Linked DNA regions of Mus musculus: region 2 is linked to region 1. Evidence: chromatin contacts called from public ChIA-PET data. All regions are on one chromosome and are shown on one strand. The core of a region is the stretch at or near the end of the contact, and the rest is flanking DNA. Distances in the headings are between cores, read along the strand shown. Region 1 holds the start of Rab2a (RAB2A, member RAS oncogene family). Region 2 has its middle 56 kb from the start of Gm50597.

Evidence for each region. ChIA-PET counts read pairs in DNA pulled down with a chosen protein or histone mark.
Region 2: an RNA polymerase II ChIA-PET map of effector CD8 T cells shows a contact between it and region 1, with 5 read pairs. The contact joins the enhancer-like site here to the promoter of Rab2a in region 1. A contact is called at or near these places in 5 of 39 promoter capture datasets (the 3T3-L1 cell line, the C10 cell line, frontonasal cranial neural crest and 2 more), 3 of 115 datasets of contacts at active chromatin or transcription factors (bone marrow-derived macrophages, effector CD8 T cells and embryonic basal ganglia) and 1 of 9 other capture datasets (liver).

What each region holds. Positions count from the first base shown.
Region 1 is chr4:8,530,279-8,537,078 of GRCm38.p6, forward strand. It overlaps Rab2a (RAB2A, member RAS oncogene family), which reads left to right and starts at 5,366. Exons shown (of 8, transcript NM_021518.3): 1 at 5,366-5,630. The coding sequence starts at 5,585.
Region 2 is chr4:9,062,527-9,069,555 of GRCm38.p6, forward strand. No RefSeq gene overlaps it. Among named protein-coding and RNA genes, the nearest start is that of Gm50597, 56 kb to the right of the region's middle. Within about 2 kb of position 3,920, at least 56 of the 459 cell types and tissues checked have an H3K27ac peak or open chromatin away from gene starts, as enhancers often do. A contact at or near this core is called in effector CD8 T cells, where this site is marked.

The DNA.
Region 1 (6,800 bases), core at 4,116-6,615:
TCATGTTTTCTCCTGGCTGTAATGTGCTTTTTAGAGTCTGTGAGTCCATCTGCAGTAATTCTAGTATGTGAGCAGCCAGACGGTCTCTGCTGAACAGATGGAAGATTTGAAGAGGAGTGTTTCAAGGTCAATTAGTCACTGGGATAAAAACAGACTCATTTCAGGTCTCCCCGAATCCAACAGTGGACCACCTCCTGACAGCTTCTTTCAGAGTTGCAGGGAGGCAGGGAGAGCTAATGCTATTCTGATTTTTACCTGCTTTTAAGATTTTACTAATTATTATTTCAAATATTTATGAAGTGCTGTCTTATAAAAATGAGATTACTATTACTCCAGTCATTAATTGTTCCTCTGGCCCATGCACTTAGATCCTTCCCTAGAGCTTCTAGCTTACACGTAAAAGAAAGTTTTTTTATTTATCTAAACACACTGCTGACTAAGGCTGTGAGCTTGCCACTTCTGATTTTGGAACCTGGGGCTGTAGCTCAGTGGTAGAGACCTTGCTTACATGTGCAAAGCCTTGGGTTCAATACCCAGTCCAAACCCCAGCAGGGCAAAACAAAATCAACTAACCAAATATGTATTCGTATGTATTTTGAAGGATGAGCAGGATGGAGCGGTAGACAGAAAAGTGGTTTCAATGGGTTATGCAAAGAGAAGTGTGGTGGCCTGAATGAGAATGGTCCCCTTAGGCTCCTATGTTTGAATACTTGGTACCCAGTGGATAGAATGGTTTGGGAAGAGTTAGGAGGTGTGGCCTTGTTGGAGGAGGTGTGTCACTGGGATCGGGCTTTGAGGTTAAAAAAGAAAAAGTCCAGTTAACTCTCTTTCTTTGCCTTGTGACTACTGTCTCAAGATGTAAGCTCTCAGTTACCACTCCAGTCCCATGACTGCCTAGCTGCTGCCATGCTCCCTGCCATGATGGTCATGAACTAAATCCTCAGAACTGAAAACAAGCCCCTAGTAAACTATTTCTTGGATAAGTTGCCTTGGTGATGGTGTCTCTTCCCAGCAGTAGAACAGTAACTAAGATAAGAAATGAATCAGAGAATATTAAGAATGTTGTCCCCACTATTCTGGAAAGGGTGAATGAGCAAAATAGCAAAGCAGAGAAAAGGGGTTGATGCCCTTGGAGGACTATGTAAGGCAGCCAGTGTAGAAACTAACAGCCTAAGACGCTCTGTCTGAACAACCCACTCCCACTTCCCAGGACATAGTGCAGGTCTCTAAGATAACACAACTCCTCTCCTGTAGCCTTTAGTAGCCAATGCTACTCATGCTCTGTGCAGTGAGACCCCATGTCCTCCAAGGAAGGCCCCTTGGTGGGCTCATTTCACACCTACCTACAGTTCTTTGAGAAAAGTAAGAAGGAACACAGAGCTGTGAGGTTGGCTTCAGTGTTGAATATTGGTTGCTATGCGCGTGATCTCCTCATTGCAGAGTCTATATAGTTTTGTGTTGATGGAACCCAGATGTAGTTTTTAGGAATATATACCCAAGCTCGTCAATAGATACAGTGGTAAAGTATTTTTGAAGCTTATTCTTCCTCCAGAATTGGTACTGAGCTTATCAAGTATCAGCTAGAAAATCATTTCTATAGGTTACATAGAACTGTCTGAAAGAGGACATTTCACATGGCTCTTGATTATTTCTGGCTCATAGTCCTCTGAAAGAATGCCTCCCATAAAACTGTACAAGTGCAAATATGTACACTGTGTTTTCATAGCATTTTAGAAGACAGGGTAAGAAAAAAATTATAGTCTTCCATATTTCTTCCTAGTCTACATTCCTCCCTCCTTTCTCAGCATCCTGAGGGTATTCAAAATCAGAGGAAAATTTTGGGTTGGGACCCTAAATACAAAATTCTAACATAGCATTATATTTTTAAATGTTAAAGAGAACTTGAACAAGGAGTTATTTAAAAAAAACATAGTCATAATAGTCCTTAAATCTCACAGTTTCCAACCATCAAGCCACCAGATATGGTGTAAAACTGAGAGAAGAGATGACTGGGGCTCATTCCTAAGAGCACAGAAGTAGCTGAAAATCAAAACCAATGGAAAATTCCAGAAGGTCTACTAACACTTAGTCTGGGGATTTTAATTGAAAAAATACATTTGGCTTTTAGCGGCTAAATAAAATGTCTTAAATGACATGTATTTATATCCCCACTACAAGAAAATTTAAGGTAACATATATGATTGGAGAAAATAAAACAAAGTGTTATAAATGTCAGAAAAGAGAAACGTAAAAGGAAGGCTGCCTCCCGCTTTGAGCCTGGGGTCTTGCTGTGTCGCTCACACTGGCCTCCAATCCATGCTTGCTCCCCAGTCAGTGTGCTGGAACTACAGATGGGTACCCCCTGAGCAGCTCCGGGGCTGGCTTTAAACATGAACTGATACAGTGGTTAGACTTTTATTTCCCTAAAGTAATTTTTAGAGAGTATGCAGTACTTAAGAATTTTATATCTTTATTTTTAAAAACCGAGGCTCAGCAGTTATGAAATCTTGCTGGTTTTCCAGAGAGGACTCAAGTTTGGCTTCCATGTCCCGCATCAGGAAGCTCACGGCATTCTGAAACTTCAGCTCCTATGAGCCCTCAAACACATGATATATAGACACACACATACATATAAATAAAAATAGTAACATAAATCTTTAAAATCCTTACTTTGCTTGGGATGGAACCTCGGGGCTTTAGTCCTTCCGGGGACAGTACTGCAATACTGAGCAGCAACCTTCAGCTTTATTTTTTTATAATGTTTACAATATTTAATTTTTTTCTTCTATATGTTGTTTCTTACTTTTCAGTTTGTGTTTCGTGTGTCCGCACGTGCATGTGTGTCCCAGCGCGTGTGCATCTGCGTCAGGAGTCAGAGATCAGCACTGGCTATCTTCCTCACTGGCTCTTTACCTAGGGTTTTGAGGCACGGTCTCTCCGTGAATCTGGAGCTTACTAATTCAGCTGTCTGTACTCCCTGATCTGTAAGATCCGCCTGTGTCCACCTCTCCAGTGATGGGCATCCACACTTAAGCCCTCATGCTTGCACAGTAAGCCTTCTACTGAGCCTTATCTCCAGCCAATACACTGAATCTGCAAAGCACCTACCACCCTCATCTGAGGCTCAGAGGAAGATATGAAAATCAAGTGCTTGGACTGGTGAGACCGCTCAGCAGATAGACACCTGCTACCAGGCTTGGCAATCTGCATTTGACCCCTGGGACCCAAGTGTTTTGGGAGAGTCCAATTCCAAGAAGTTGTACGCTGGCCTGGTAGAGGGCCATAGCACACACATGCCCACTCTCTTGGATGTACACAACAATCTAGCAAAAAACTCAGAAATAAAGAAAATCAGGTCCCCACTCACACTTGATCGTACTGCTGTGGTGCAGTGGCCTCTGCAATCTTTGCGCACTAAAAGAGAGCAGCCCCGTACAGGAACACGAACCTGGGACACCTGTATAGCCCTGGTATCTTCACGGTGGGGGGGGGGGGTAGGATTACTACCTTAACTGGTACATTTACATCTGGAGATTGGACAGACAAACAGCCAAGCACATTCCAATGTAAAGCAGCCCTCCTAAATGACCAACTTCAGCCTTGTACAGATCCATACACTGAAAGGCAAGAACAATTTGTCACAACCATCCAATCAGGACAGAGTCAAGACCAGAAGCCAGGTTTCCTAAGCTCTTTATACCACCACATTGCCTCTAGCACTGTGTATATATGGCTGTGAGGTTTTTTCTGTGTACCTCTTTCCCTTCATAATTTCCCTGTGTCTCCTGTATAGAGTTCTATATGTGTATATCTCAGCACACAAGGCCTTGCATGGCCTGCCACAACTTCTCTGGCTAGCTGTCTGCTCTAGGGACTGTTCTTGATTACAAAGGAGGCTAGGCTCCTACAGTCTACAGAGTTGTCCTTCGGGAGCTGAGATAGTAAAGACCACACTCTGAGAGTAAGGACCCGAGTTTCTGAACAGACACCCAGAAAAGATGACTTGAGTGAAGTCCCTTAGGCAAAACAGCCTCAAGCCTGAAGCACCCGGGGAAGGTCCCAAAGACCAGTGAACCCCATTTTTTTCAGTTGCTTTTCACATCAAGTTCCTGAGCCTTTAGCAAACCACCTCCCTAGTAATGAAGAAAAACCTAGTGAGGTCCTGCTTGTCAGTTGTGCAAATGAAGTAGCAACCAACTTCAGTCATCCTAGCATGGTACCATCAACTATAATCACAGAATGGTTGATTCCCAAGGGAAGGGATGACAGTCAGCAGGAGGCTGGCCACGAAAGCCACAAAAGCCCACTCATTCCTCCTCCAGCAACAGAAGAGAGATGGAAGCATTAAATCAGCTTCCTTACACAACTCTTAAATTTCCTGAACAGATCCACGAACATCATTCTGCTATATTCTCTCTGTTTCTCTGTCTCTCTCACTTTGTGTGTGTGTTTCTCCTTCTATTGTGGTTTCCAGAGAATGAACTCAAGACAGGCTTGCATGGCAAGTGCTTTTATCTGTACATTTTGGGGACACACTTTTTTTTAGATAGGGTCTCATGCTTGACCCCTCAGTGTTGTAAAGAATGACCCAGAATTCCTGATCCTCCTGCCTCTATCTCCCAAGTGCTGAGATTATAAATGCATGGCTTACTTGTAGTAACCTTTGTCCTTTTGATAGTCACTTTCTTGTAAGTGGGCTCTCTAGAAAACTGTTTCAGATAGTAAACTAACTCTGTCCTCCACCTTCTTTAAAATCTGGGCTTTTAAAGAACTGGGTTTGCCTCTAGTTGGCAGCACTGGCAATATATACAGAATATATTCAAAGGCAAAAGTACCTTCAAACTGCATGCACACACATATGTTTTTTACTAATTCCATCATGTCATACCAGGTATTTCCTTTCATGTTGCTTCTGTATTTATTTCAGTTTTTCGTACAATACATACACAAAACATGATTAAGCCATATATTGTACACATTACACCTATACACAACATTGCACTTAGAATCCTGGTCTGATAAACAGCATGCAAATGTATATTTACTTCAATATTTATACAGTTGGGTTTTTTTTTACATCTTTTTAAGAGCGACATAACAGCATTATAGGGACATACCACGATTACACACACACACACACACACACACACACACACACACACACACACACACACACAGAGAGAGAGAGAGGGCGGCGACTGAACCTAGCAGGCTCCGTTTCCTCGCGACTCCCCGAGCCCCGGCCTGGTAGGCGGGGCTCCGGGGTAGGCGGGACTCCGACCGGAGGGCGCGGCCGCGGCTCCTCCCCTCTCCTCCGGCGGCGCAGGCGGCGGCAGCACTTCCGGGTCGGCGCGGAGGCGGGGCGGAGGCGCCGCGGCTGTTATTGTTCCGAAGGGCTGGGCCGCTGTGCTCCGCGCTCGGCGCTGTCAGTTCGTCCCGCTGCCCCTCGGCCTTTGCTGCTGGCTCTGACGGCGACCGACGGCGGGCGGGGCCCGGGTTCGCGGCCGAGCGGCGCCGGTGAGGGCGCGGAGGAGGCGCACAGCGGGAGGAGGAGCCGTGAGCCTGGCACGGAGCGGCCGCGGCCATGGCGTACGCCTATCTCTTCAAGTACATCATCATCGGCGACACAGGTGAGGCCGGCGGCGGGCCGGGGGCGACCGGGGCGGGCAGGCGGGGCAAACGGCGGCGGCGGCGCCGAGCGGCGCGGGTCGGGGGCGCAGCGCCTCCCTTCCTCCCATCCTCCCTCGGTCCCCTGGCCGCCGCTCCATTTCCGCAGTGCTGGCGCTGGTGACGTGGGCGCTGCGAGCGGCCGCGGCCTGCCTGGGCCTTCCTTCCCTGCTCCGCCCGGGCCCGCTGCAGCCAGGCCCGCGGCAGCCGTTTGCCACTTCCCGGAGAGTGTGACAGCAGCACGGCCGTCCCCGGGGGGCCCCCGCCTCGACTGTCTCCGCGGCCCGGGGAGAGAGAGGGAAGTCGAACGAATTGGAGCGTGACGGGCCCCGGTCCAGATTTTTCTCCCTGGTCCCACCTCCCCGACCTGCACGCTTCCGTCTAGGCCCTGGCAAGGCGCACCCTGAAGTGGGACAGCCTTTTGGGGAGGAAAAAAAAAAATTAAAAAAGGAAAAGAAAAAAACCTAAATTTTTTTGGAAATATCCTCAATCTCCAAGTCCGAATAAGTGAGATCACATGACTCGATGGCAGGGCAATTCTTCTCGGGATCATTAAAGCACCATTGAGCTCTGGCGACTTTTGCCACGTGTATGCTGGCATTATTTGACTTGATAGTAATGCAAGGCAGGTCAGTGGGCTGGGTGTGAGCATACTGTGGGTATGCTGACTTACTACTGATTTTTTTTTCTTTTTTTTCGGTTTTGTCAAGTCCAGGATCACAACTGTTAATTTTCAGGTGACCTCGTGTACATTTGTAGCAAAAAAAAAAAGGAAAAAAAAGTTCCCACTTAAAAATAGCATCCTCATAAGTTTCTGAAGCAAATAAGCAAGCTGTTCATGAAATACTTTGAATACCTGCGATTTGGGCCATATTTCGAATCTAATAATAAACGTAAAGCTTATTTAGGTGTTAAAACTATTAATACACTAGAGTCTGATTTCAGTGGTGAGTGTTGCACAACCTGGACCCCTTACACAACTTTGTAAATGTAGAAGCATCTTGAGGTTGCCCTATGATGTAGCAGGTTCTATAAGTAACTCTGGAAGTATGTTGATTGCTACCTAACACAAACTTCCTGCAGTTAATACAGTTTTTCAGCCGTGTGTGTGTGTGTGTGTGTGTGTGTGTGTA
Region 2 (7,029 bases), core at 2,670-5,169, 530 kb after region 1:
TTGCTCACTCAACATCCAAGTCTGGGTGGTCCCATCCTTTGAACTTCTGGTGAGGAGTTCTCCCACTTAGGTCATATCATGACACAGAGGCAGATGGAAAGCAGCAGCTTGTAGAGGCCAAGGGGGCGTGCCACAGCCTTGCTTCATCACAGCCCATGCTCTCAAGAACTAACTTTCAGCCTTAGTTGTTCCTTCAATCATAAATTCACTCTGAGATCCAGTTCTTAAAGGTTCTACTATCTCATCACTACCGTATTGAGGACTAAGCCTTCAAATGAACTTTGTGGAACAAACTATATCCAGGAACATCTAAATTCTAGGAATAGTAAACTACTTAGAAAATTACCATCAGTGGAGAATATTTTAGACATGAATGAACTCTTTATCCATAAAATAGAGGGTGTGTGTTTTTAAATTGAGGTAGTTTATTTATATAAAATAAACTGAAGACTTGAATAAAGAGCGACCTTCTGAACGTGACTTATACTCACAGAGTCTTGAAGCAAGGAACACAATCAGGAAAATGAAACCAGCTGGACGTGGTGGCCCACACCTGTAATCTCAGTACTTCAGGGGTAGAGGTAGGGGGATCAGGAGTTCAAAGTTAGTCTTGGCTATGTAGCAAGTTCAAGGTCAGCCTCCTCTTCATGGGATCACATCTCAAAAGACAATGAGTAAACAAATAATAAAAAAGAAGAGAGAGAAACAAGAAAAAAAAAGAAAAGACAGTGTGTTTACTTGTTAGTCTAAGAAGTTTCTAGCCTGAGCTCTTGAACTTCCTACCTCTGTCACTTCCCACCATGTCCCCTCTTCTGCAGTCAACCATTGGTCAGCCTTCTGCAATAGTCACTTGCATTCATTAGGATTTGATGGCCATGGAGTTGATGGCCTTGGAGTTGATGGTCATGGATTTAAACACCATATACGTTTTTATTTTTCAGTTTGGTTTCTACAACTCACCATGTCTATTTTGAGATTCACCAAGGCATTTTCTATATTTAAAGAGATAATTCATTTTCATGGATGAATAGTGTTGTAACACACACACACACACACACACACACACACACACACACACACCTTTTCCAGTCAACTTTTTGTGGACTTTTATCTCTGGGTTTTGAATGCTACAAACAAAACTCACTCATTCATAAATCCTTAGGCAAATTTCTCCTTTCTTTCTTTCTTTCTTTCTTTCTTTCTTTCTTTCTTTCTTTCTTTCTTTCTTTCTTTCCTTCTTTCTTTCTTTCTTTCTTTCCTTCTTCTTCTTCTTCTTCTTCTTCTTCTTCTTCTTCTTCTTCTTCTTCTTCTTCTCCTTCTCCTTTCTTCTTCTTCTTCTTCTTCTTCTTCTTCTTCTTCTTCTTCTTCTTCTTCTTCTTCTTCTTCTTCTTCTTCTTCTTCTTCTTCTCCCCTCTCCCCTCTCCCCTCTCCCTTCTCCTTCTCCTTTCTTCTTCTTCTTCTTCTTCTTCTTCTTCTTCTTCTTCTTCTTCTTTCTTCTTCTTCTTCTTCTTCTTCTTCTTCTTCTTCTTCTTCTTCTTCTTCTTCTTCTTCTTCTTCTTCTTCTTTGTTGTTGTTAGGAAAATATCCAGAGATGGGAAGCCTGCATCAGTGGGTAGCTAAACACTCAAGCTTTCAGGAAATCGTGACTTGTTCTTCACATGTCATAGCTTTTTAGGATCATACACTATGGGTATGAGACAGTTCTGGTTCCTCTGTAATATCACCAACACTTGGTAATTTTTACAGTTCTAGTTTTTAAAGATTTATTTTCATTTTCTGTATTTTAGTGTTTTGCCTACATGCATGTATATACACCACACACATGGCTGATGCCTACAGAGAACTGAGGAACATATTGGATCCTATGGAACTGTAGTTACAGAAGAATGCTTATGAGCCACCATGTGGGTGCTGGAAATGGAACTTGGGTCTTCTTAGGACCCAACCACATCTTTTACAGTTATAATAGATGTGCTATATATGTTGGATCCCCCTAATGGATAGTGATCAATAATGTCACCTTATTAGCATAAATATTCTTGTTTTCCTGGGATAAGCATCTTTTCTCTTGTGTATACTACTTCTCTTTCTTTCTTGGTATGCATTCAGATTTTTCATCTACAGTTCCTAATTGTTTTCCCATTACTGAGTGTTGGGTGATTTATAAAGCATACTTTGGGTATGAGTTTTGTGCTCTATGGTTGAAATACAAAGAGGATTAAGAACTAAACCTTGCTAAGGACTAAGAACTAAACTAGCTCCTTGAGAAAATGGTGGTCCAGTGAAAGTCTTAGGGTTTAGTTAACAATCACCTAGTCTGATAAAAAGGTGGTTGTTGAACAGCTTAGAATTTTACTGGATAGAACAAAATTTGATGAAATACAGAAGTTAGACTCTGAATTGATATTTTTTCTTTTTGATATTATGCACAAAATCCCAGCAATATAAAATGTTGTCTTTTGATCCTGCCAAATAAGAACAAAGTTACCATGTTTAGGAATACTTCACCCTCGTAGCCATGATTTCTTTGAACTCATGTCTTCATCTGTACATCTGTTCGTGACATTAGTAAATTAGTTAAATTATATTAGTAGACTCCATGGTCCATAACAAATCAAATCAGATAGTTCCCTGACACACGTTTCACTTCCTACAGCTTTGGTGACCCACAGTCAACAGCAGTCAGGGAAGATTCTATGGAGATTTTAGGAACACACTGATCCTAAGATGAAATTACACACTGTTCTGAGAAGGAGGGGGTAGCCCATAGTGCACTGCTCCTTTCTGCTCAGGCATGAGTCCACTCTCTCTCTGTACAGCATGTGTACACTCTATGCCTTCTGAGTCCCTTAGTCTCCCAAGTGGGTTGGCATATATCTCCACAGGTGAGTGACATTCTGTCACTGTTAATTTGCATCAGCAGGTCTGTGTATCCATGTGTAACACAACCCAAGACCCCATGCATGTCTGATGATCATATTGAGCCACACTCATTCTCACACACATACACACACATGCAAACATGTATATATGTGCCACACGTGCATGCATGTAAGATGAAGTTACACCAGCCACAGTTGGAGACTAGCTACAAAATTCAGAGGAAGGCTGAATAACGATAAAAGCATGCTATGCTTAAGTTGCCAGCATCAGAACTTTTTTACATTGGGGTCATTTGTAAGAAAAATAAAGGTTACTTAAATTTGAGAATTTCAATATCATTGTAGTCTATCTGAAGGCTGAGATGTCTCATGGGAGACTAAGGGACTCAGAGAGCATAGAGTGTACACATGCTATACAGAGGGTGGACTCAGGCTTGAGCAGAAAGGAGCAGGGCACTGTGGGCTACCCCCTCCTTCTCAGAACAATGTGCCATTCATCTTAGGAGCTGTGTGTTCCTGAAATCTCTATAGAATCTTCCCTGACTGCTGTTGACTGTGGGTCACCAAAGCTGTACGAAGTAAATCATGTGTCAGGGAACTATCTGATTTGATTTGTTGTTATGTACCATGGGTTCTACTAGTCAGTATAATGTGACTAATTACTAATATCAAGAACAGATGTACAGATGAGGGCACGAATTCAAAGAGATCAACTCTTGTATCCAAGGGCTCAAAGCCAGGTAATAGCAGGAGGCAATCTTTGAACCAGTTGATTAGTAAACTCTCAGGTCCACAGACCCTGTTCAAGTCTGCTTCTACAGCCTCCTCTGCCTGGACGTGATGGCAAGGGAATCTCTATGGCTCAGAAAGGCTTGAGAAACTCCCTACCTCTTCAGCTTGAAGCTTCAGCATGCTTCACTTGAGTTTTCAGTCAAAAGCCTGCCCTGGATTTCACGAAACAAAAGGCCACTTTCATGAACTGACTGTTGGCAACTGGAAAACACTCCAATTTCCCACTGAGCCCAGCCTGTCGTCAGGGCTCAATTGTGAACACTCCAGTGCCATCCTCACACCAAAACACTTTCAGTCACAGCAAACAAGGGCACAGAAGAGAGAAGGCTTCTTTTTTTTCTTTCCGTTCCAGATCAGATAACGCTGCCAGATTAGTTCCTCTACTGAGAAGTCACACCACATGTGCCCACATGCCAGGCCTTTGCTAAAAGGCCACCACCTATATTGCTTCCTGCATAGTCACTAATATTCTGTCTCATGCCTTCCCTTCTCCACCTCTCTTTCCGGTTCCTTCCCTTGAAGTAGTACAAATGCTTGCAAAGAAAATATGTCAACAGGTGAAATTTATAGGCGTTTCTGGCCCATTCAGAAATGTGAACCGCAGGCACCCCCAAAGGAAAGATAGCATCCCTTACCCACACAGTACTCTCTAACATGCCTGGTTCGTTCACAGTGGAGCTGGCTAAAGAAACCAGTTATCTTTTTTACAGAATCAAAGTGTGAGGCTCCCATTGGGGAAGGGTACTTTGATGGATGTCTGTTGGGATTATTTAGTTGCAAACACAGGGGGAAAAAAAAAACCCAACCCAAACTGGCTTAGTCACAAAAAGGATTTATTGACTCACAGAAGCTGAGAGGAGTAGGTTAGCTCTGGCACACCACCATTCAGGCTCTGCATATCAGTACCACCTGGTCATTTTTGTGTTGTGTCAAAGCCTTCGATTGTGTTGACTTCAGCATGAAATCTTATGTGCACCAAAAGAGCCTCCGGAGAACCAGGGCATTGTCTTATGTTTAGTCTCAGTTGCCTCTTCTTAGATCATGTAGTAGAGAATGTTCCCGAGTCTCACTGTTGTGGCCTCTGTTCTTTATGGTTTATGAGGATGACTGAGACCTGGGTTACAAGCATTCCCCTGGGGCTAGGTGTGGAGACAGTTTAATGCCACTCCATGACAACTAGGAGGACTCTGACCATGAAAATCTAGAACATGCTAGTAACCTCTCAATTAAAGATGATGGAGACATGTGTGTACCAGGTACTCAGTGGTGAGCCAGTCTAGCAGAAACAGTGAGCTTCCCACTGAGTGAGGCACCAGTGCATAAAGTCACAGCATGCACATAGCACACACACACACACACACACACACACACACACACACACGAAAGAAGAAAGAAAGAAAGGAAGAAAGGAAGAAAGGAAGGAAGGAAGGAAGAAAGAAAGAGAGAAAGAAAAAAAGAAAGCTGAACGAAAGAAAGAAAGAAAGAAAGAAAGAAAGAAAGAAAGAAAGAAAGAAAGAAAGAAAGAAAGAAAGAAAGAAAGAGAAAACCTTGAAACTCAGGAAGACTAATAGTATTTTAATGGCATTTTGATCCCCAGACCTAAAGAAGTGACTTATCATATCCTTGCATCTGGTCATGTTCTTTGTCCATTTGTCCTTCTAAATCAATGTTTGTGACCAGGTCACTTATTACTACTTCAAAGTTTTGATCCAAATGTTCAACCTTTGAACCAGTGAAGAATTGTTCTGGCATACTTCCTTTCTGAACACATCTCACTGTTTATTGTGTATCAGACTCCCTGCTAAGTCTATGACTTCATTTGCTCCTCATTCCTCGTCTATGACACAGAGATTATTCTTAGTCCCATTGTTTCAAGGGTGAAACCTAGACCCAAAAATGTTTAGACATGTGACTCACACTCACACAGTTAGAACCAGAGGTCTTAAAATCCTTACTACACAAATAAGACAAAGGCTTTCCGCTGTTCACCCCAGTAAAGCACAGGAAGACATACCTATAAATAGTGTGCTAAATGTTATATTGTCCATGGTATCAAGCTAAGTAAGGGAAAGTAAGGAAGCAAGATAGAGAGAGCAGTCATTTCCCTGACTGAGGCAAGGCAAAGTAGGTGTTGAAGTCCCTGGAGCAGGCTGAGCTAAGGTCCATGAGAAGGTGTCTCAGATGGCTGCTGTGTGTTGACCATTCATCCCAAGGACTGGCCTGTGTGAGCTGAGCACACACCCGAGAGACTGGCATGTCAGGCAGAGATACAGGAAGAAGGAGGAGGAGGAGGAGGAGAAGAGGAGGAGGAAGAGGAGGAAAAAGAAGAGGAGAAGAGGAGGAGGAGGAGGAAAAGAGGAGGAGGAAGAGGAGGAAGAGGAAGAGGAGGAGGAAGAGGAAGAGAAGGAGGAGAAGGAAGAGGAAGAAGAAGGAGGAGGAGGAGAACGAGAAAGAGAAAGAGGAGGAGGAGGTAAAGGAGGAAGATGAGAAGGAAGAGGAGGAGGAGGAGAGGAAGAAGAGGAGAAGGAGGAAAAAGAAAGGAAAAGAAAAGAAAAGAAGAAAAGAAAAATGCTATTCCAATTGTGTTTGAAGAGAAAAAAGTGTTTAACCCAGCTAATCCATAGTGGGGAATGGAATGACTAAACACAAGAGGGCTGGGACAAAGGGACAGATGTGGTTGCAATTCTGTTTATTAATGGTAATGATACTATATCACTGATTTTGTTATTATGTTGTTCCTATTAATTTTAATCTCATGAACCAAATGTATTAAAATACTTCTTAGCAAGCTAAGAAGCTGTGGCAAGAAAGTATAGAGGTAGAGAGAGATGGTGATTAAGAGCATGTTCCTCTCATGCAGAGGACCCACGTTTGGTTCTGAGCATTCAGAGAGTGGACTATTGCCATTACAGACCTGCCCGGGTGGTATTGGGAGGGTTGTGAAGTTTGGAAATTTGAGCTAAAAAAGCTATCGGGTGATCAGAGATCAGTGGGCTGTTCTGTGGGGAAGACAAGAGTGGCAGAATTGGTGAAGGTGGTGGCTTGTGAAGTTTCAGAGGGAAGCAAAGACTCTAAAGGGCCATTTGTGTGCTTTAAGAATATATGATTCTGGTCAGCTGGAGTTTAAGAATTGTCTGAGTAATGAGAGGCCAGAACCTCTAAAGTAAAACCTTTGTTTTGCCGGAACAATTAATAGTGATCATCAGGGGATTAAGAATCAGTTGTGATTCAGAAAAGATCAAGCTGGGCGTGGGGGCACACACAGCACTTGGGAAGCAGAGGCAGGACTTTAAGACCAACCTGGTCAACAAATCAAGTTCCAGGAGAGCTAGGTCTACAGAGAGAAACCTTGCTT